Linked DNA regions of Mus musculus: regions 2, 3, 4, 5, 6 and 7 are each linked to region 1. Evidence: chromatin contacts called from public ChIA-PET, HiChIP or PLAC-seq and promoter capture Hi-C data. All regions are on one chromosome and are shown on one strand. Each heading gives the region's core, a stretch centred on a gene start, on an enhancer-like site or on the middle of the called end of the contact. The rest is flanking DNA. Distances are from core to core; before and after follow the strand shown.

What was found. Promoter capture Hi-C pulls out the DNA fragments that hold promoters and counts their contacts. ChIA-PET counts read pairs in DNA pulled down with a chosen protein or histone mark. HiChIP or PLAC-seq counts read pairs in DNA pulled down with a chosen protein or histone mark. Capture Hi-C pulls out chosen DNA fragments and counts their contacts.
Region 2: a contact with region 1 is called in a promoter capture Hi-C map of adipose tissue. The contact joins the promoter of Sirt3 here to the promoter of Taldo1 in region 1. A contact is called at or near these places in 6 of 39 promoter capture datasets (the C10 cell line, the HPC-7 cell line, hippocampal neurons and 2 more), 4 of 115 datasets of contacts at active chromatin or transcription factors (embryonic stem cells, large pre-B cells, pancreatic cancer cells and 1 more) and 2 of 9 other capture datasets (adipose tissue and liver).
Region 3: a contact with region 1 is called in a FOXA1 HiChIP or PLAC-seq map of pancreatic cancer cells. The contact joins the enhancer-like site here to the promoter of Taldo1 in region 1. A contact is called at or near these places in 1 of 39 promoter capture datasets (liver) and 4 of 115 datasets of contacts at active chromatin or transcription factors (bone marrow-derived dendritic cells, embryonic stem cells, microglia and 1 more).
Region 4: a contact with region 1 is called in a promoter capture Hi-C map of the HPC-7 cell line. The contact joins the promoter of Ifitm6 here to the promoter of Taldo1 in region 1. A contact is called at or near these places in 8 of 39 promoter capture datasets (the C10 cell line, the HPC-7 cell line, embryonic stem cells and 3 more), 1 of 115 datasets of contacts at active chromatin or transcription factors (bone marrow-derived dendritic cells) and 1 of 9 other capture datasets (liver).
Region 5: an H3K4me3 HiChIP or PLAC-seq map of embryonic stem cells shows a contact between it and region 1, with 13 read pairs. The contact joins the promoter of B4galnt4 here to the promoter of Taldo1 in region 1. A contact is called at or near these places in 4 of 115 datasets of contacts at active chromatin or transcription factors (effector CD8 T cells, embryonic stem cells, pancreatic cancer cells and 1 more) and 1 of 9 other capture datasets (liver).
Region 6: a contact with region 1 is called in a promoter capture Hi-C map of pancreatic islet. The contact joins the promoter of Pkp3 here to the promoter of Taldo1 in region 1. A contact is called at or near these places in 3 of 39 promoter capture datasets (hippocampal neurons, liver and pre-B cells), 4 of 115 datasets of contacts at active chromatin or transcription factors (memory CD8 T cells, microglia, pancreatic cancer cells and 1 more) and 4 of 9 other capture datasets (adipose tissue, embryonic stem cells, liver and 1 more).
Region 7: a contact with region 1 is called in an RNA polymerase II ChIA-PET map of memory CD8 T cells, with 36 read pairs. The contact joins the promoter of Sigirr here to the promoter of Taldo1 in region 1. A contact is called at or near these places in 8 of 39 promoter capture datasets (the C10 cell line, the HPC-7 cell line, embryonic stem cells and 4 more), 1 of 484 Hi-C or Micro-C datasets (cortical neurons), 5 of 115 datasets of contacts at active chromatin or transcription factors (embryonic stem cells, large pre-B cells, memory CD8 T cells and 2 more) and 3 of 9 other capture datasets (adipose tissue, liver and pancreatic islet).

Annotation. Positions count from the first base shown.
Region 1 is chr7:141,390,589-141,393,565 of GRCm38.p6, forward strand. It overlaps Taldo1 (transaldolase 1), which reads left to right and starts at 1,572. Exons shown (of 8, transcript NM_011528.4): 1 at 1,572-1,730. The coding sequence starts at 1,634.
Region 2 is chr7:140,880,358-140,883,334 of GRCm38.p6, forward strand. Sirt3 (sirtuin 3) reads right to left here and starts at 1,512. Exons shown (of 7, transcript NM_001127351.1): 1 at 1,406-1,512. Psmd13 (proteasome (prosome, macropain) 26S subunit, non-ATPase, 13) reads left to right here and starts at 2,037. Exons shown (of 13, transcript NM_011875.4): 1 at 2,037-2,209. The coding sequence starts at 2,115.
Region 3 is chr7:140,980,511-140,983,487 of GRCm38.p6, forward strand. No RefSeq gene overlaps it. Among named protein-coding and RNA genes, the nearest start is that of Ifitm1, 14 kb to the left of the region's middle. Within about 2 kb of position 1,396, at least 81 of the 459 cell types and tissues checked have an H3K27ac peak or open chromatin away from gene starts, as enhancers often do. A contact at or near this core is called in bone marrow-derived dendritic cells and pancreatic cancer cells, where this site is marked.
Region 4 is chr7:141,015,295-141,018,271 of GRCm38.p6, forward strand. It overlaps Ifitm6 (interferon induced transmembrane protein 6), which reads right to left and starts at 1,598. Exons shown (of 2, transcript NM_001033632.1): 1 at 1,406-1,598; 2 at 518-865. The coding sequence starts at 1,564. The coding sequence ends at 710.
Region 5 is chr7:141,059,557-141,062,533 of GRCm38.p6, forward strand. It overlaps B4galnt4 (beta-1,4-N-acetyl-galactosaminyl transferase 4), which reads left to right and starts at 1,422. Exons shown (of 20, transcript NM_177897.4): 1 at 1,422-1,868. The coding sequence starts at 1,718. Gm39114 (a long non-coding RNA gene) reads right to left here and starts at 1,483. Exons shown (of 2, transcript XR_881000.2): 1 at 1,242-1,483.
Region 6 is chr7:141,078,386-141,081,362 of GRCm38.p6, forward strand. It overlaps Pkp3 (plakophilin 3), which reads left to right and starts at 1,384. Exons shown (of 13, transcript NM_019762.2): 1 at 1,384-1,716. The coding sequence starts at 1,485.
Region 7 is chr7:141,098,998-141,101,974 of GRCm38.p6, forward strand. Sigirr (single immunoglobulin and toll-interleukin 1 receptor (TIR) domain) reads right to left here and starts at 1,549. Exons shown (of 10, transcript NM_001355055.1): 1 at 1,482-1,549. It overlaps Ano9 (anoctamin 9), which reads right to left. Exons shown (of 24, transcript NM_178381.3): 24 at 2,222-2,930. The coding sequence ends at 2,903.

The DNA.
Region 1 (2,977 bases), core at 322-2,821:
GGTTGTGGCCCACAAGTTGAGAAACACTGCCCTAGAGGCAGCCTCTGTGGCCCCTAGTATATAAAAGTCCATCTTCCAGTGAACTTGAATAGAGTCAGCTGGAGCCAAGTATGGTGGCCCCTGCCTGTAATCTGAGCACTTGGAAGGCAGGGGCAGGAAGACCAAGAGTTCAAGGCCAGTCTCCTTTCAAAGAAAAATCTATTTTTAAAAGATACTAAAAAAAAAAAAAAAAAAAAAAAAAGTGTGTTGGTTACTTTTTTTTGTCAACTTGACACAGCTCGGATTTTGCAGGAGGAGGGAACTTCGAATGAGAGAATGCCTCTGTCCTCAAGATTAGCAAGTCAGTCGGCAAGGCTTTTTCCCTTTGGCGAGTCTGGAGCTCCCTATGTAAACCAGGCTGGCCTTGAATCCACCTGCCACTGCCTCCAGAATGCTGGGATTAAAGGTCTGTACCACCTTGCCTGGCTCCGTTTTTAAGAAAAAATTAATTTTAAGATTAATGATTGATAAGGGAAAGCCCATAGCACCACGGTGAGTGGTGCCATCCCTGAGCAGGTGGTCCTGGAAGTTCAGGGCTGTAAAGAAAGGAGGCTGTGCAAACCAAGGGAGGCAAGCCGGTGAGAAGTTTTCTCCAGGCGCCTTTCTTGCAGTCCTTGAGTGATAGATTGTTACTTGGGAGGGTAAGGTACAATCAACCTCGCCTAGTTGCTTTGGGTGGTGGTGTTTATCACAGCAATAGAAAGCAAACTAAGACGAGTGGTAAACAAAATATTAACAGAAAATATCCGGCATACACATATATGTGTAATAGCTTGAGCCAGCATATTCAAAGAACTGCAAATCAATAATGGGAACACTGTAAAAGAAACTGCCCTTACTATTTTTATTCATGACTGAAGATTCAATTCCCCATCTCAACTTTCTCAAACTGCTGCTTATTCCAGACAGACTTCCAGCCAGGGGAGATGCAAAATCATGGGCAAGGGAAGGATCACCCAGCAGCTTAAGGCAACACCAGAACCACTCCATCTGGGAAGCGGAAACTGGTGGCTTTGCCAGAAGTCGCCCATGGGGCCATACACCTGTATTGATTCTCAGACTGTGCTTTAGCTTGTCTGCCTGTAAGCAGGGGCTGCACCGAGCTTGACTTATCGCGATCAGCAGAGAGGGCGCAGCTCCCAGTCCCTAAACTGGGAGTAGGGGAGTCCCACAGCTGGAGAAAGGGTGCACTTCTGAAGCCCCTGTAGGGAATGCACAGTTGGAGGCAAGGACCCGCTCAAGGATTAGCATGGGTGTGGAGCGAGAGCGCTGCCACCCATCCATCCGTAGTCCGTGGGGTCTGAGGCTTACTGAGCGCGCGTCTCAGTAGAATCCGTTGTCTGTTCATTCTACGCATCCGAGCTCTAGAGGGGTACAAAGAATCCACTCTCCTTGGACTGGTAGAAACTAACCACTCGCTACTGGGGAAGAGAACTCCGACCGTGACACGGGGCGTGGTCTATGGCAAGGTCTCCAAGTACATGGGCGGGGCTCGTCGTCAGGCTTCATTTAGCTTTGCTTTGATTGGCCAGGACGCGCGGGGCATTGTGGGTTAGCACGCACCGGCTACCGCCTCAGCTGTTCGCGTTTCGCCATGTCGGGGTCCCCGGTAAAGCGCCAGAGGATGGAGTCCGCCTTGGACCAGCTCAAGCAGTTCACCACCGTGGTGGCCGACACGGGTGATTTCAATGGTAAGAGGACGCGGTGCATGCGCCCTATTTAAGCTGCTGCGCCCCCAATTTTGGAACCAGCACCGGTGTGGGTGTCAGGGGCGGGGCCTCGCGGGCGCTGGAGCTGGGATTGGTGAGTTTGCGGAACCTTCAAGGATCAATAGCTCCTGGGCTATTGGTGACCCTGGGAGCCCGGCGCGAAGCCTCGGTGGGTAGAGGTAGTCCGAGAAAGTCTCCCTGACCCGGGGTGCCCCCACCCCTACTCCCAATTCCCTACGATGACACAGGCTCAACTTTGGAGCCAGTGCAGTCTGCAAGACTGGACACCATCTGCTTTTTGCAGCCTGTTGCACTGGTTTTCCACATGCAGCTGGTTACTCTCTATGGGCAGTACACAGCATGGCTGGAGTCAGACCAGTTGCACACACTAAATCAAATGGTTATCATTGTCATACTTCCTTCTCTTTTGAGACTGGGTCTCACAGTGTAGCCACAGGCTGTTCTGGAACTCCTGGTAATCCTTCTATCTTAGCCTTAGTGCTGGATCAGGCAGTGCCACCATGCGCAGCTCCAGTACTCAGATTTTCCTGGACTTGGTAGGGACGCGGAAAACAGGTGGAAAGACTTGTGCTGTTAGTCTTGCTCTCATCCTTGGAGGGTGGTGGAGGTGATCTCACATGTGCTGTGAGAAAGACTTTCAGGAAATGCTCCGTGTGAGCTCAGTACAAAAGCACTTCTGCTCTTTTCTGCTTTCTCACGGTGACTTGAGAAACAGGCTTTAATTCCTCATGAGTAAGTGCATTGTTTATCTCTCAGAGAGTCGCAGAGAGTGATTAGGCATATTTGGGCTGCTTAGCTATAAAGGACAGACTTGATGTGGGTCTAATAGCAAACCCGTCTGACACAAGCTGTGTTCGTCAGCTTCCAGAAATCCATCTGGGAGTCCTAAGGTTTTTCCACTGTGTGTGTAGTGCAGAGTTTACCGGCTAATGTTTGTGAAGAGAGCAAGAGACAGGCATGGTAGCTCACACCTGCATTTGGGAGGCAGAGGCAGGCACATCTTTATGAGTTGGAGGCCAGCCTGGGCTACATGGTTCCAGGCTAGCCTGAGCTACATAGTAAGAGCCTGTCTCAAACAACAACAAAGAGCCAAAGAGCACATTCATTGACAGTGTGGCTTAAAACAAATAATTATAAACATTGTCAGATTCAAAATCTATTTTATATACTTTATTTATTCAAAGTCTTTTTTTTTTTTTTGTCAGATG
Region 2 (2,977 bases), core at 262-2,761, 510 kb before region 1:
CATTGTCTACCCAAATATTCTTCCATTACATTTCTTTGCTAACGACTGTGGGCCCTAAAACTGTAAGGACTCCAGGCTGGGTGTGTAGTTCAGTGGTGCCATGTTAGCCTATCAGACAATTGCAAAGCCTGAGTTTGTTACTCAGCACAGACAAAAAAAAAAAGTCCAAATTTGTACATTATATTGATAAATTGTCTTGCGTCATTTGAGCTCACTGAGAAGATGGCTTTGGAAACAAGGCCGACAACCCCTTCCCTCATGCCAGACCCATGTTTGTCTCAAAGTCCAAAGTCTGGAGGGCTGGCTCCCCTAACTATGTAAAAGGACAGAGAGAGAACAGCAAAACAGCCCAAGAGTGAAAACACTTGTGCCCTTGAGAACAGAAGGGAAACGGTTTCCAGTGGAAGTCACTATAGTTTATCCCAGTATAGGAAAGTATCTGCAAGAAAAAGAATGTGCCCTCCAGTAGGAAGGAAATCCCGCAGCTCAGACAGAGGGACAGCCCACCTGGGAGCTCCAAATGACTATCTCAACTTTCTCTGCCAGTTTCTGTTAGATGTAGCAAGTGTCCAATTTGATATTACTTCCATCTGTTGCTTTACTAAAAACCTCACTGAAAGGGTCACTCTGTTCTGGCAAGGACTCTTTACTGGGAGTTCCACCGAGCTACCTTAAAGATAGCCAATAGACGTCTGCTGACTTTTTTTTTTTTTTTTGAATATGCAGTGTGATGATTTCTCTCTAACTTAATATACTCACTTATTTCAAACTGAAAATATCCCTATTATTGATCACTCTCAGGACTCTATGAGACATGTTACTATTTTGCAGACAGTATGACTGTTGGTAAAAATTTTTAGTTTCACAACCTTTATGGGGGACAATTAAAACACAAGTAACAGCTGGATGTGGTGGCATGTGACTGTAGTCTCCGACGCTTGGAGGGAGGTGGAAGCAAGGTGGATCCGGAGTTCAAGGTCATCCTCCTTCACACAGCCAGCTGAAGGCCAGTTTGAACAAGAGACCAGTCTCAAAATAATACAAACCACGTAACCTTACCCAAGGCTGTCTACTGAGAATTTGTGGTCCAAATGGGGTGCAAACACGTTTATTTATCACGTTATTTGTAATAATTCAAGATTAGAAAGTATTCAATAAGGAAATGGTGATATAAATTATAAGACATCCATACAACGAACTTCTATAAAATATTTCAAAGACTGTGCTGCAATAGTTACATAGAAAAACACCTTTAAGGAGAAGGTAGTGATGGCCGGTCAGCAAAACCTTGTAGAAGGGCGCGCCTGCCGGGTCCTTACTCCCACAATTGCTTCCAGCTACCCGCCCCTAAAACGCCGCTGATAGCCTATCTGCGAGATCCCGTGTCTCCCCTGCCGTGGCTCACCTCCCGGACCCCACAGTCTGAGCGCGGCCAATGCCAGTCGACCGCTTAGCGCCATGATGCTCTGCAGGACGACGGCGCCTAGAGGGTCAAGCGCCATCCGAATCCCCGCCCCCGTGAGCCAAGCCCCGCCCTCTCGGCACTCTTACTCCCGCCCCCCCTCTGGCCAAGTGCCGCCCTCCGGCGCCTTCCCTCGGCCGAGCCCAGCCCAGCCCCCGCACGATAACCCGAAGTGTGGAAGGCTGTGTTTATGCCTGGTGCTGGCAGCTTCTCCCTCTGTGGGACTCTGACTTATTGGTTGGGAAGCCAAACCGGGAGATTTCATCGTTTTACGCCGCTCTCGACCTCCTTGAGTAGGCGGGTGATAACTAATGCTCTCTGAGCGATTTGCATCACACCTAGTCCTCGCCAAACGCCATCCGGTTTCAGAGGACCCAAGTCTGCAGGCTTGAGGCTACGTGACCAGTCAGTGGCTAGCTGTCCCCAGGCACCTCTACTCTTTAATGCCTCAAGGGCAGGGCCAGAAACCCGGGAGAAGTTTAGCGGAAGTCAAGAACGCGGTTACCTTGACGACCGCAACCCGTGAGGCTAGTGGGACGCTCCCAGCATGCCCCGCGCGCCCGCGGTGCCGGAAGTGAGCGAGCACTTCCGTGCGCCATCCCTGCCGGTTCTGACTGCTTAGTGCTTGTGTTGTTCCCAGCTCTCTGCAATCATGAAGGATGTGCCGGCCTTCTTACAGCAGAGTCAGAGCTCCGGGCCGGGCCAGGCTGCCGTTTGGCACCGTTTGGAAGAGCTGTACACGAAGAAGTGAGCTCCGAGGCTGGGGCGGGAGGGAGAGGACTGTGGGAGGGCCAGGGGCTCTGATCAGTCCGGAGGGTCAGGGATGTGGAGGAAAGGGGTCGAGATAGCCTTAGGAGCAGAGCTGTTAACAGGGTTCTGTATCTAGACTCCCTGCGTTCCAGCCTTACCAGCTTTGATAAGAACAATTACGAATTGCTGACTTTGATATAAGAATTTGCCTATGAAAAAACACCTCTTCCTCAGAACCTTTCCACATGACAATGTCCAGCAGTTAAAACTCTTAGTGATTTCAAGAGAAATTTTTCAGTGTTTAGTATGTACCTGCCTATATATGGTGTAACATTTTGTGTTTTTCAAAACACTTTTATCTCTATTATTAAATATTATCCTTTAGTCTTGGTATGAAGTATGCTATTTCGGTGTCCTAAAGGTTCATATATTGGCTTTTTTAAAGTATTGGCTTATTTCATCCTTCCTATTGACAGATAAGATTGAATATCAGTTTTCTATTCTGTGAGGTATTCAGCTAATAAGTAAGAGAGAATGGAGTTCAAAATATAGCTGTAGAATTCTAAAGTCACAACCAATGCCTTCAAGGCTGAAGGCATCCGTTTCTTCACATTAGGATGTGGGGCTGAGGGCTTTTTGTTTTGTAGGTTGTGGCATTGGAATTCCAGTTGACACTCAGAGTGGGAGTTGACGCTGTCTCAAAAAGTGTTCTCCAGTGTTACCTAAGAAAACTGAGTCTTGAAAGGATAAGTGACTAGGGGGTGC
Region 3 (2,977 bases), core at 146-2,645, 410 kb before region 1:
GTCAAATTGAGCATCAAACTTTTTATATAGAAGAAAATAGGGAAGTTAGGTGACACATCAGCAAGGTACAAATGAGGTTACCAGATGCTTAAAGACTCTTACACAAAACAGAGGAATGTAAACACAAAGACTGGCAGGAACTGGGCAATAAAACAACTGAGACAAAGTCAGCCCTATCTAAGGTCAGCTATAGTCTCAGAAGCCAGGTGTGAGGTCTTTACACTCCTAGGTCAAGGGCTTTCATACCCAAGTTATGGTTCTAATTAGGGAGTTCTGCTCTAGCTAACGATCTCATGAATAATGCAATATTCTAAAACCACAGCCTGGTCTACTTCCTAAACCATTGTAAATTCCTGTATATGGGAGCAACTTGGCTTTTATTGTAAGTGATAGTGTAGTACTAGAGGCAATTCTGAATGTCACTAATTAGGCAACATTCTTACTGAATTCCAAGCCCATGATCAGCTCAAGGACTTTCTAGGATGTTGGAACACTGGCGAAGGCTTAGCTATGTCAGAATTCAATCTTAAAAGGCACTTATAATAAAATAATACTAAAAGAGAGCATGTGGGTCCATACACCAGACTAACACAGGGATAGGGTATGAGTATATGGGTTAATGAGAATGCCAAGGTTCCAGGAGGTGAATTCCTTTTGAAACTCTATGCCTCGTGAGTGCTCCCAGGCTTCTCAGCCTGTCAAGCAGACTTCACTGGAGTGTGTGTGGCAGATCATCAAGAAACATTGTAATGCAACCCAGAGTGTAGGCACCCAGGCCTTTAATCCCAGCACCCAGAGACAAAGGCAGGCAGATCTCTGTAAATTCCAAGACAACCAAGGCTATGTAGAGAAATCCTGTTTTTAAGAAAAGAAAGACGGAAGGAAGGAAGGAAGGAAGGAAGGAAGGAAGGAAGGAAGGAAGGAAGGAAAGAAGGATGGGAGAGAGAGGAAGAAAGAAAGAGAGAAAGAGAGAAAGAGAGAAAGAAAGAAAGAAAGAAAGAAAGAAAGAAAGAAAGGAAGAAAGGAAGAAAGGGAGGGAGGGAGGGAGGGAGAGAGAGAGAGAGAGAGAGAGAGAGAGAGAGAAAGGAAGGAAGGAAGGAAGGAAGGAAGAAAGAAAGAAAGAAAGAAAGAAAGAAAGAAAGAAAGAAAGAAAGAAAGAAAGAAAACAGAGCTGGGTAGTGGTGGTGCACGCCTTTAATCCCAGCACGCGGGAGGCAGAGGCAGACAGATTTCTGAGTTCGAGGCCAGCCTGGTTGTAGACAGCCAGGGCTACACAGAGAAACCCTGTCTAAAAAAAAAAAAAAAGATTGTAATGTTGGTCAGTGTAGCCTAGACTTGCACAGTTACTCACTCCACCCTTTACGTTAAAGATTGCCACAAGCTAGCATGACCACAAACACCCAAACCACAAACACCCAGAAGGAGAAGAAGGCCTCTATTGTCTGGGGAGATCTTTGTCTCTGACCGGAGATGACTGCATATTTGCCCCGTTAGCCCACCTCACGCTATCACTTTTCCTTCCCTATATTTGTAACTTGAAGCTCCAGACTCAAGAGGTTAATTTGCCGGGAATGGTTCACTTTTGGGTTCTTGGCCAAAACAAAAGGCTCCTTCCTTACCCATTACTCTCTTGAGTCATGGGTCTCATCAAGTGACAGCAGCATTCGTTGGAACTGTTCTGACTCCATCACTCCAGAGAAGTTTGCCAGAGTCCCTATCTCCAGCTCTAGAAAGCCCTGTACAGACTTCCCTAGAGAGTGAGAAAGCATCTAGAAAAGGACTTGTCTTGTTCCAGGGCACTGGCACCATGTGCAGGAGAACAGAGAGAGCTGTGACTGGGAACACTCTCAGACACAGTGGAGGTCATGATGAAGGCATCTGGATAGAGTGAGACATAATGGAGACAGACCGTCATCGGTCAGGTGGCAGAGGAGATTTATAAACCAGGATAGCTAGGGGAAGCCATGTGCGGTGCTGAGAGGACAGCCAACACTGAGCTTGAAGCTTCTTACAAAAGAGCCGCAGTTTTATCCATCATGTACCGACCAATCTATGGGCTAACTGGTGCAAGCATCGATCAGCAAGTCTAGTTCCATGGTTGGCTCTGGACAGGGCTTTGTCACCAACAGCAGACTGTCCTGGTCCACAGATCTGTGCCTCCCTGAGCTGATGAGTATGTGTGAAGGCGAGTGAATTGATTGATCCGGTCTCTAACAAGCAAAAACACTAGCAGGATGAGACGCTCAGTGCTAACCAGAGTTGCTAGAACGTACCATGAAATACCTAGCTGCAACTGGGGACGCTGCAAGAACCGAGGGGCTCCACTGACTTTTTTTTTTTTTTTAAAGATTTATTTTATTTATTTATTTATTATATGTAAGTACACTGTAGCTGTCTTCAGACACACCAGAAGAGGGCATCAGATCTCATTACGGGTGGTTGTGAGCCACCATGTGGTTGCTGGGATTTGAACTTCAGACCTTCGGAAGAGCAGTCGGGTGCTCTTACCCACTGAGCCATCTCACCAGCCCTCCACTGACTTTTATCAAGGAGTTAGAGGTCATTTGCCCTCACCCTCAGCTTTGCCACAGGCAACACCTCTGACTTGGTTACTGTGCGAACTGGTGAGGTAGCAAAAGCTACCGGAGTTGTTTTTCAGAAAGCTAGAAACCACTTTCCTTTATCTCAGACTGGATGAAACCACTCATCCTTCAGTAGCCAGCATCTCCTAGACATGCCCCTCTCAGGAGCCACAATGATCGCAGTCTTCATGCCCTTCATCTCACACCACTAGACTTTAGCCCACTACAAAGAACTTGACATCTGCTTTCTTGTCTGTGTGCCTAGCGAATAACCGTTTTCTCTTCGACAAACCTTGTCCTTGTCATGATTAGCACCAAGTGGTGACACATCTCTCAGGAAAATTCACCCAGCCAGGTTTCTCTCTGGGAAACCATGAAGCCCAGAAACTCTCTGC
Region 4 (2,977 bases), core at 348-2,847, 380 kb before region 1:
CAAGCCGAAGGCCACCATAGAGTTCTTGAACACAGCGTGTCTGGGTCAAGATTTCTTCCTCCTAAAAGTGGAGGACCCTGGGCTGGTCCTCTATCCCTGGACTGAAAACTCACTAGTACATGCCTCTGCACCCTTCCTGTACTCTAGGGACATGGAGCCGGAGGTAAGCAATGCTTAGTTACTGCCTGCCTGGGACTGCTAGGTAAAAGAGAACACTATTCAGGATGCTTGTCAGCTGCTGTCTCCATCCTGAGGCCAGAATCCTACTTATCTGTGGATGCCCTGCACTATACACCCATCCACACCCACCCCATCCACACCCCTACCTCTTCAACAAGGAGAAAGCCAGGGAAACTCTGAGTAAGCTCAGTAGGGAGCAGTCAGGGGATAGGAAGTCTCACCACAATCGCTACCACGTGCACTTTATTGAATCCACTGTGAACATATGCATGAGGATAAACATTTACAGGAGGGTAGAGTGACAGGTTAGGGCCTCTGGCCAGGATAAGGGGCAACTCTGAGGGGCAGAGCACATGAATGCTTTCTTCACGAAGACAGTGCATGGAAGAATTTAGTAGTCCATTGACTTTGACAGTGCATGGAGTCCCACCCTTAGTATCTAATAGGTACTAAAGATACTAAATTCGGTACTAGTTTAGTTAATTAATAATTAGCTAACTAACTAGTTAGTACCTAACTAGTGGTTCTATTATCTTTGGTTACCTAGTAAGTTAAAGCTGTATAAAACGATAAGCATGATGTAGAAGATGAGGGAGATGACCAGAGCAAGGATGTTCAGAATCTTGGCGGTTGAAGCATGGGATTGGGCCCCAGTCATGTCGCCCACCATCTTCCGGTCCCTGGACTGAAAGAGATGAAAAGATCAGTGTGGCCTTGGAGCAAGTCATCAAGAGCCAGATGCTTTGCCTCAGTTTCCCCATTGTCCTTCCCGCTCAGTGCAGTCTCCTTCCTAATATCAGGGACCCCTCTCCCTTTCACACACTCAGACCATTCAGCAGACCCAAGAACTGTATGCTCAGCTCACCATGGGGCACCATTTTTTGTAAGTCTCACTTGCACCCAGCCTGGTGCCCCAGTCTGCAGGGTGAAGGGGCATTCCAGAAACTAAGCAGTAAGCAGAATGAATCCCTCTAAACTAGAGTGGAGACAGTCTCACCCCAGAATCCCTGGGCATTCTCTCCTTTTGCTTACATAGGAGAGTCTCCTACATACAACCCACATATACATTCTATATGCTACTTACACAGTCTATACATACAAACACATAAGTACATTCAGGACACCAAGGTGTGTCACACATACACAAACACAAAGCTGTACATGACCCAGGTGTCCTCTGGGCAGGAGGAGCCACAACCACATACATACCTTCTACAACACTCACCTTCACCGAGTAGATGTAGGCAATGAAACCCAGGCAGCAGCCATTCATGAACACTGTGTTAAATGTAGACCAGGTAATGTGATCCGGCTGGATAACATCACTGTTGATGCAAACCACAGTGGATGGCACTGGAGCTGAGTCAGGATCCCTCTTAACCATGTTTTTGTGCTTAAAGGAAGCAAGGAAGCTCTTGTTTCAAGGAAGTTCATATGGGTGGTGGAGTCACAGGCACTTTTATAGAACCATTGTGGTGTAAGATCCACATGCATGGGGAGGGGTTACATAAGATTGCTTCATACCCCACACACCCTCCCCACCCCACCTCCGCCCCCGCCTCCACCACCTCCTCAGTGGCCTCTTCAAAGTTCTACTTTCTCCAAAATTTCTGTTCCTGTTTGTAAACCAATGAACTGTCTGGGAAGTGGGAAGTGAAAACAGATTACTGAATGGTAATCACACTAGGATAGGGTTCAAGAAGGGCAAAAATCGGGAGACCCTCCTATACCAGATCCCAGTTCAGGACTTAGTCCTCTACCTCCCCAGCCCAGGCCAATAGCTACAGCAGCTATTTCCCCAGTCAGGAACCTGAAGCCTTCTACCATCCCATCTCCAGGGTGCCGAAGGTCAGTCCTCAAGATAGGAGCCTTCTCTGCAGAAACCCATGTCCACTTACTGGCTGACTTGCTTCAGACCAGGGCCAGAGAAAGCTACAAATCACTGCCATCCCTGTTGAGCCAGGACCAATGGATGGTCAGTACGGTGCCTTTCAGGCCAGGGCTCTGCTCACAGGCTGGGAGACTGCACTATTTATTTCAGACACTTGGCAGCGCCTTTGCAGTGCTAACTAACTTATTCATGTGATTCCACTTTCCCTTCTCAACCTTTATCCTTTTACTAAAAGACTTGGAGTTTGGGGGAAGATGGATATGTCTGGACCACACCCAGTGAGGCCACGAAATTCGCAACACCTGGTTGGCCGAGACCTTTCTGACACTGCAATCTCTTTTTCTTGCCTCAGTACACCCTGCCGGAAAGATGGCAAAACAGGATCGGAAAGAGATAAAGCAAGTTATGAATGTGCTCTTCAGTTTCCTCTGAATGACAGAAATTATGTTCCTGGAACAGTCCCCACCCCCAGGCCCCGGCCCTCTCCTCACACCACAGATGCTAGGCTACCTGCTCTTACTGTGTTCTCAGAAGCCCCAGGACCAGTAGATCTCAGCATGGCCAGGCCACCAAGGATAGAATGTCTTGTCCTAGCAGCCTGGACTTTTGGGTTCCTTCAAGCTGCTGTGCTTGGGGCTGGAGAGATGACTCAGTGATTAAGAGCACTGACTGCTCTTCCAGAGGTCCTGAGTTCAATTCCCAGCAACCACATGGTGGCTCACAACCATTTGTAATGGGATCCTTTGCCCTCTTCTGGTGTGTCTGAAGACAGCTACAGTGTAGTCATAGAAATAAAATAAATCTAAAAAAAAAAAAAAAAAAACTGCTGTGCTGGATCTTCCTTAAGGTAATTGTGTGACCAAGGGTGTTGGCATGTGGTAAGTTGTACCCATCGGGCGCATGGAG
Region 5 (2,977 bases), core at 172-2,671, 330 kb before region 1:
AAACCAAACCAAAACAAAACAAAACAAAAACAAATCAGAACAACAACAAACATTATTTGTTTTCTGCCTCTGTCCAGTAAACATAAGACAGCAGAGACCCTCTCTTTTCTTCTTCTTGTTCTTCTCTATTGCTCCCTCAAGTCTTCCTGTTGTAAAGATGTCTTTTAGCTGGATGACTAGGAAGATGAAAAAGTAGCTACAACAAGCTGGTGTGTGCTGAGACAATGTTCAGGATATAAACAAGTGCAGGCATCAGAAACAAAGTCAGGACAGGAAACCAGCTGATGAGAACAGCAGCTGATGCCTGGAAGAAAGTTAAAACAAAACAAAACAAAACAAAAAAACCCGACAGAAACAATTAAAAAGTTTTTTTTTTAAAGAAAGAAATGTGGCCAATTTGATTTTATGTCCCAAGGATACATAGTGATGGTGGGGTAATGTTAAAAACAAAGGCAAGCCAGGTGTGGTGACACATGCCTTGAATCCCAGCACTCAGGAGGCAGAGGCAAGCAGCGGTCTAAGAGCTCCAGGCCAACTAAGGCTACACAGTGAGACACTGTCTCAAAACAACACAAACTAAACAAAACCAGCAAAGCCACCTTGCAAACAGCACAGTGGTGCATGTGGTATGGGAAGGCTCCCTTGCCTACTGAGCTGGAGGCCACCCCTTAGAACAGACACTGGAAGTTGCCCAGTCATCTCCACTGGGGCACACCCACCCAGGGTGCGAAGGTCTCTAAGAGATTCCATCTCCTTCCAATGGCTTCTTTCTACTTAAGGCCATGGCATCACGGAGGAAGGGAGACTATTTAAATGTCCAGTCCCCATTCCTAACCCACGAGCTCTGCAGGCTCACAGCAGCTTCTGCTACACCAACTGAAGTACCCTGGTCATTAGGCTGGAACCTCAAAGAGAAGCGGCTGGTGGTAAGGTGGGAGAGAGGTGGTAGTCAGGAGGGCTGGGATGCACCAGCTAGAAAGCGAATGGAGTGCACAACTGAAGCTATCTGGATAGAACCACCCTCCACCCACCTGTCCTTCCTTACAGCTAGCCGAGAACATCCCAGCCTCGTTTTAGTCCGACTGAGAGGAAGGCTGAGCTCCTTCTCTGCGTGCTCATTATTCCCAGCGTTTTCCCAGACACGCAGCCGGATTCCCGCAGCACCCCTCGTCCCTGCCATGGCCTCCACAGTAACAACGACCTCTTACATCCCTCTCCCCGACGTCCCTGGTGTCCCTCACCGCAGATTCGGTCCCCACAACCCCCGCATCCCCGGGCGCGCGGCCGGCGAACACCAGGTGAATGCGCGCGTCGTGTGGATCATTGGCACACCCTAACGCGCCACCCCGCCTCCGAGCATCACGGATTGGTTGTACGCGGGCTGGCCGCGGCCGATTGGCTCGGGCACCGCGACCATCGGTCCCGTTTCACGCTGGGTAGCACCGCAGCGTGGATGCTGCTCGGTCCCGCGGCGTCCAGAGGAGCGTGAGCAGCCGGGAGGGGCGGGCGGGGGAGCGCCTCAAGGAGCCGCTCCCGCCGCCCACCCCGACCGCGGCCTGAGCAGCCCGGGAGTAGTGGCCGAATCCCGTAGTCCCCGCAGCGGACAAAGGACCATGCGGTGCTGCAGGCGCTAAGCGCAGCAGGGTGGGCCGGGGGATGTGGGGCGGGGCAGGCGGGGCCGGGGGGCCGCAGCGACGCCCCTGATTGTGGCGCCGCGATGCCGTGGTTCCCGGTGAAGAAGGTCCGCAAGCAGATGAAGCTGCTGCTGCTGTTGCTGCTGCTCACCTGCGCCGCGTGGCTCACGTATGTGCACCGGAGCCTGGTGCGCCCGGGCCGCGCGCTACGCCAGCGGCTGGGCTACGGGCGAGGTACGCGATGGCGCGTAGCGAGAGGGCCCGGACCTCCCAAGGCCTGGGGGTCTGACTGCCCAGAGCCCCTGCTGTCCTGCTCCTCCCAGCTCAGCTATATTGGGGGAGGGGTCGCGGTTCTGTTCGGCGGGACGCCCAGTGACGTCAGCAGTAACGCCAGGGACCCTCGGGGCTCATCCCTACCTTTTCCGACCCTGGAATCTGGCTTAGATCCGGTGGTGATGGAGTTAACGGTGGGCCCTTGGGGGAACCGGTGCCCTCAGCTAAGAGGCTTGTCAGGCCATTGCCTACTTAGCAGGGCCTCGGTTTCCTCATCTTCTGGAAGGTGGGGAGGTAAGGGTGGTGTTGAGGGATCCAGCTGCCTAGAGTGGCCAGAGCAGCTGGAAACCCTGGGTACACCTGTGAGTGAACTGAGATGTCTGTGTGCTAGGGACCAATGCTAACTTGAGTAAATGCTTGCTGTAGTTTGCACGTTTAAGAGTGGTCAGAGGATGTACAAAGCAACTTAGGCCTGTGGGTAAGAATCCGGGGAGAACCTCTGGAGTTGGTGGCCATTGGACCCACACCTTGGGGGAAAACTCTCCAGAGCAGGGTGAACATCAATGACAGCTAGGTAGAGAAAGACCAGGGAATGAGCCTGGAGAAGCCTAACCAAGCCACGTAGAGCTCAGCCCCATCTTTGTGAGGGAAGCTGGTGAGCTGAGGAGGGGAGCAAGTATCTCTCCTCTCAAAGTCTCAGAGCAGTGACACTGGCTCACTATGTTCTGGTCCAGTCCACCTGATGGATCCAGAACTCCCTTTTCAGCCCTGCACCTGTCTCCTGCCTGCAGAGGCCCTCTGCCTCTTCTTATGCCTGGACAACTGTTTCCAGACATCTTCCAGCAGATCCTGGGCCAAGGATCTGAGACAGATCCCAGCCCTCAAGAAAGTCTATGGGTCATCCCAAACCATGTACCTTATTAGCTGTGACGTCTTCAAGATATCCTGCCACAGCTCTATCCCGAAGAGATAAGTCTGGACTCAGAGCTGACCCAGTACCCAATAAAGCCAGCTCCCACCAGCTGCCCTTGTGGGTTCAGCTGACTTCCTGAGCAATTTGTTTCTGTCTG
Region 6 (2,977 bases), core at 134-2,633, 310 kb before region 1:
GACCTCCAGAATGAGCCAGGGAGCCAGTGGGGGCCAGACCAGCGGCAAGGTAGGTTGCCCAGCCCCTGCCTCCAGCCACAACCAGTAGATCCCCGCCAGATTCTATCCTGGGGGTAGGGGGCTTCACCCTCGGTGCTCTCTCCCCAGCAATCTCTGACCTCTGACCTCTGACTCCCATCCTCTAGCCCTTCCTACTCATCCTGATCCTGTCCTGGATGCTGTCATTCTCTGAGCACTCTCCGTTTCCAGGACTCTGCGCCTAGTCACCCTCTGTTAATGTCTTTAAGAGTCCAGGACTCTTAAAGGGCCTGGTGTGGGACAGAGAGCTCAGGCTGAGCCCAGGGACTAGATTTTAGAAAAGTACAGCCCTTAGGATAGAGACCCAGGAATACTTAAGGGAAGTCCCAGGGAACGTGAGGCAACTTGTTCCCATACGCCAACTTTCCTAGTTTTGTCTTTTAACCTTCCCAATCTACCTAGATGGCCGGCCTAACTCACAGCATGCTAGCCTACCTGACAGGGGTGCTTGGGAGACCTTCTAGGAACAAGCTTTGGTGCCCCTCACTTCCAGTCTCCCCGCTTTCTCTAGCCCAGCTCTCCCCCCAAACCTCCTGGCCCCCCAGCCTGGCAGGTGCTGACATGAGCCTAGGCCCCTCTGAGTCAACCCCCTGGGGCAGCCCCGCCTGCCAGCCATGACTCAGATGTTGGGAACGGGGCCTCCCACCCCAGGCCTGGGGGGCAGAAGCTGGGGAGAGATGCCAGAGAGGGCCAAGCAGCCCTTCTGAAGCCTCTGTACAGGTAGAGGCTGGGGTGAGTTTCCAGATTCGCAGGTCAGGGGGTGGACATATGTCTACCTCACTGGGCTCTCTTATTGAGTTGTCAGGCCCAGGTTTAGGGCCATCATGGTACTGCTCTTGACCCTAAAACTCTAGCACTCAAGTTCTTTATCCTCTATCCGGACTCTGTAAACCTGAAACTGTGTCTGGATGCCAACCCTGCTGGGACCTCAACAAGCCTGGGTCCAGCTGTCTTGGAAGCTGCTTGGTCTTTGGTACTCTAGAGCTCCCAACCCCCCAGGCTGGGACATTCCTTCTCATATGGCTTGTAGTGACAGGCTCCCACAGGCTCCCTGCCCTACTCTCAAACTGAGAACGCTGGCACCCATGGGGTTTGGTCTGGACTTGGAAGACTGAGAGCAAGTAGAACCCACGTTCCTGTGGCCCTGGGACAGGAGGAAAGGGAAGGCCAGGCGACTTGAGGACACGCAGGGCCAGTTCTTCCGCCCAAATTCCACCTTAAGCAGGCAGAGGCCCCTCCCTCCCACCTGGCCCAGGTGTCCCCGCCCCCAGCCAAGCTCTGGGCTGGGCGGGCGGGCGGGCGTCTGTCTATGAGAGCCAGCCAGGAAGAGACTCTGGAACCGGGCCTCGAGGGACAAGACCGGGAGAGGCCCAGGACAGGTGGGCTGGCTAGTCGCCCCTGTCACTATGCAGGAAGGTAACTTCCTGCTGTCTGCCCTGCAGCCTGAGACTGGTGTTTGCTCCCTGGCTCTGCCTTCGGACCTACAGCTGGATCGCCGGGGTGCGGAGGGACCGGAGGCTGATCGACTTAGAGCTGCCAGAGTCCAGGAGCAAGTCCGAGCCCGCCTCCTGCAGCTGGGCCAGCAGTCGCGGCACAATGGGTCTGCTGAGCTTGATGGCTCCGCGGAGAGCGCCAGAGGTAGGCCAACTTTGGGTATGGTAGGCGACAGAGGGTAATGAAGTTGGTAGTGGTGACAGTGGCCGGTGGAGGTGGCCAGGGCAGGAGTGGTGGTGCCAGGGGCAGAAGCCGTCCAAGCTCGGGGTTCAGGCTTTGACTCACCTTACAGAGGCCTGTTCTGAGTCACTGCCCCGCCCCAGCAGGCATAGGGAGTAGCCTGGGTGGGGCATCTCTCCTTCCCCAGCCGGGACAGGGGTCCTGGGGCTGGGCCTACCCACTCCCTAAGTTGGAAAGACTTGGAGGCACAAGGTGAGCAGCCAGGCCCACCTGTCGGCAAACCCCCAAACACATTCCCTCCCAGCACCACAGAACACAGGCATACTTGAGGTCTCAGAGAGGCCAGAGTGCCTCCTGACCAAATGGTAACAGCATGTGAGAGAGGGGTGATCCTGGATAGAGCCCAGGTCTGTCTGGAGCAGGGGCTCCCTGAGGAATTGCAGAACTGGGCCTACCAGGAGTGACCCAGATACACTTCATGAGAATAGCCCAAAGGGTACTCCTCAGGGGCAGTGTGTGTGTGTGTGTGTGTGTGTGTGTGTGTGTCTGTGTCTGTGTCTTTGTGTGTGTTAGAGGGTCACTCAGACAGGCTGGGCTCAAGGCAGTCACTCCAGAAACATCCTTTCCATACCTGCCAGGCTACAACAACAGGAATTAAATTTAGCCAGTACAATGAACCTCTGTTCGGAGGTCCAGCCCTCAGTTCTCAGTGGTCCCATGATGTCTGGCCAGAAGGAGAGGGTTGTCTGGCAGAAGGGCAGGTCAGGAGCTGGATTGCTGCCTAAAATCTGAGCCTAAGTCTTTCTGGAGCCAAGTTGATGCCCAGGGGTCATGGGGTGGGGGAGGGTACACGGAGGGGTTAATTATCACTTGGCTACCCTGCCAATTAGGGGGAGGAGGATAGTAATTTGAGGGTGGGCGTAAGGTCCCCAGGCTGGGGTGTGCCCCCTAGGCTGGCCCTCACTAGCGTCAAAGGGTTAACAGCCCCTGCCCAGAAGCCTCATTAACCTGGGTGGATCTGGGGAACATCAGACTGTCCTCCCCCTGAGCTGAATGGGAAGGAGCGAAGGAAGGCCCCTTCCCCACACCAATACTGACCTCTGTAGCAGGTGCTCTGCTCAAAGGAGTGCTTCCCAAACCCAGAGGAGCCTTGGCAAAGGCTGAGTCCACCCAAAGCCTGCCACTGTCACCATCAACTCTTGGATGATGTTTCCTGTGTGGCCTC
Region 7 (2,977 bases), core at 299-2,798, 290 kb before region 1:
TTCAGAAGAGCAACCTGCTGAGCCATCCCACCAGCCCAGTATTGTAACTTTACTACTGTTATGAATTGTAAATTCATAACAATGAATTTGTATCAAAATCAAATTTTGTAGCAAAATTGCAGTTATGAAGCAGCAATGAAAATAATCTTATGAAGCCTGGCTGTGGTGGCCCAAGCCTTTAATCCCAGCACTTGGGAGGCAGAGGCAGGCGGATTTCTGAGTTCAAGGCCAGCCTGGTCTACAAAGTGAGTTCCAGGACAGCCAGGGATACACAGAGAAATCCTGTCTCGAACCCCCCCCCCAAAAAAAAGAAAAAAAAATAACCTTATGGTTGGGGGTCACCACAACATGGGGAATTGTATTAAAGATTAAAGAGTTGCAGCTTCATAACAGTAGCAAAATTAGTTATGAAGTAGCAACAAAAATAACTTTATGGTTGGGAGTCACCACAACAAGAACTGTATTAAAGGAAGGTTGAGAACCACTGTTCTATCCCATACCCCAGCCTCAGGCCACTCTTGCATAAAAACTCAGATGGCCTCAGATATTTGCCTCTGCAGTCTTTTGAAGGCACTCCAGGGCCTCAGAATTTAAATCCCAGCCTAGACCCTCGGATCACTCAGCATTGCCTCCGTATTTTGAGGTTCCTGGAAGGCCCAGGTCCTGGAGGCACAGTCCTTGAGCTATAGGGGCATCCTGTGCTATCAGATGAGTGAGTGTTCTGGAGCTTCGGAGCTCGAAGCCCCAGGCCCGCTCCCCACTTGTGGATCCGGTTTTTTGCTGCTCAGCATCTCGACACCTGGGTGCTGCTCAGCGCTACTCTTGCGCCGCCCCTGTTTCTGGTGTGTGTTGGATCCCCACATATCTTTCTTTAAAGAAAGGAGTGTGCATAAAAGGCCTCGAGGAGACCAATTCCCCGAGTTCATCCAGCTCCTACTTCTTGCCCTTGGTCTTCTGCGGGTGGCGCACGACCTGTTTCCCGGAACTCAACAGGTGAGGCAAGCCGACCTATCAGGCACGCGTGCAGAAGATGGGGACGCGCACGGAGAGCGGAAGCGCGCCGACAGCTAGTCTGGGCGCGCACCGAACGCTGGCGCTCACAGGAGGCGAAGGCTCTGCTAGGGTCCCCGCGAGCCCGGGTCCCTGCCAGCCTCTCACTCTGCTCAGGTGTCCTAGACTTGCTTAGGTTTGAGATACGTTTGTTGGGAGCGAAGGCGAGGTATTACGACCCCTCGCCCGCCTCTACAGGCTTGCACTTAAATCAAGAGGAAGCTATTGACCATGTTGGGCAGAATGAAAAGAGCAAGGCCAGAGAAGGGGACTGGACGCAGTGCTCTCGAGCTTCCGGGCTGAGCGGGAAACCCGTCTGGTTCAGAGCTACTTCCTGCGGGACCATGGCCCCAAGGCTCCTCGGAGCAAAGTGCTCCCAGGTCCTCAACCCTAAAACTGGAGCGGCTCCAGGAACCAGGACCTCTACTCACCTCCGCGTGTCTGAGTCACGACTGCCACCCACCTGAGACTCGCGCGGAAGCTGACAGTTTACCTGTCCGAGGTGCGCAGCGGCGACAGACCCAGCGGCAGGTGCAGCCCCGCCCCGCAGGCAGGGCTAGGGCGGACCTAGTGTCCCGCTTTAAGCCTGAGGCTAGTGCTGGTGAGTGTAGGAAGTTCCGTCCCGGGATCTTCAAACTTCCCGGCTTAGGGGCAGGGTTTGGTTTGACCAAAGGAGCCCAACCAGCGCAACCCGCAAAGGGCCACCCTGCTGACTGTCATGGTGTTTTGCCTCTCCAGCCCAAACTCTTCCTTTTCCTCCAGAAAGTCTTTCTTGATTCACATCCCACTCATAACTGACCCCGTGTCTTCTCTTGCCACTCAAAACCCCAGATATTTGGAAGAACCTTCTTCCATAAGGTGCCCCGCGCTTAGACAAAGAGGCAAAGCCGGGCGGTGGTGACGCATGCCTTTAATCCCAGCACTCGGGAGGCAGAGGCAGGCGGATTTCTGAGTTCGAGGCCAGCCTGGTCTACAAAGTGAATTCCAGGACAGCCAGGGCTATAGAGAGAAACCCTGTCTTGAAAAACCAACCAACCAACCAAACAAAAACCAAAGACAATGAGGCAAACCAAAGAAGAGCCAGGTGGCCCCAGGCTGCCATAATTCATCCCATCTCAATCTAGCCCAGGGAAGAAATAATCTCTAGAAACTGGATCTACATCATGAGGCTCAGAAATCAATACACACAGGTTTATTTTGCTTGTAAAAAGTTTTGCCGCTGTACGGATCCAGGTTAACTGGGAGGGAGGGGATCCAGAAGTTACTCTCTAGGCTTCCCACAAAGCAGGAGGCCACAGAGCAGGATCTGAGGCCCAGAAGCCAGGAGGTCCATGGCTTCCCACAAAGCAGGAGGCCACAGAGCAGGATCTGAGGCCCAGAAGCCAGGAGGTCCATGGCATTTAGGCTAATTTTACTGCATGGGGGTTTTATGAGCAACCTGCAGTTCTATAGGTACTAGGGTCATTCAAGAGTCTCAAGTCAGGTCTGTACCAATCTGAACCGTAGGAAAGTTGAAGCAAACCCCACAGGCACATCTGTGCCGTTCATAAATACCCTAAATATACATGGATTTCAATGATCCCTACATATACAAGTCTCCCGTGGTTAACATATACACATGGGCTTCGTAGGATGCCCATATACACCTACATATAGTCTAGGCCCTCCTTTGATCTTCATGTATTAACATATATGTAGACCATCCAGGATCCTACATATACATGGGCCATTTTACAGCCTCCCTCAACACATACATACACATTGTTATGGATAGGGGCAAGCTGTAGAGGTGGGGACTTATTCCTAGTCCAGGCTCCTGGAAAGTGGCATTTCTCCACCTGCCCCAGGTCGTCTATACATCCGTGCTCCTGGAACTGAAGCTGCAGGAAGGATAGGGTTGGTATGGGTCGGAGGCCAGGCCTGTCCC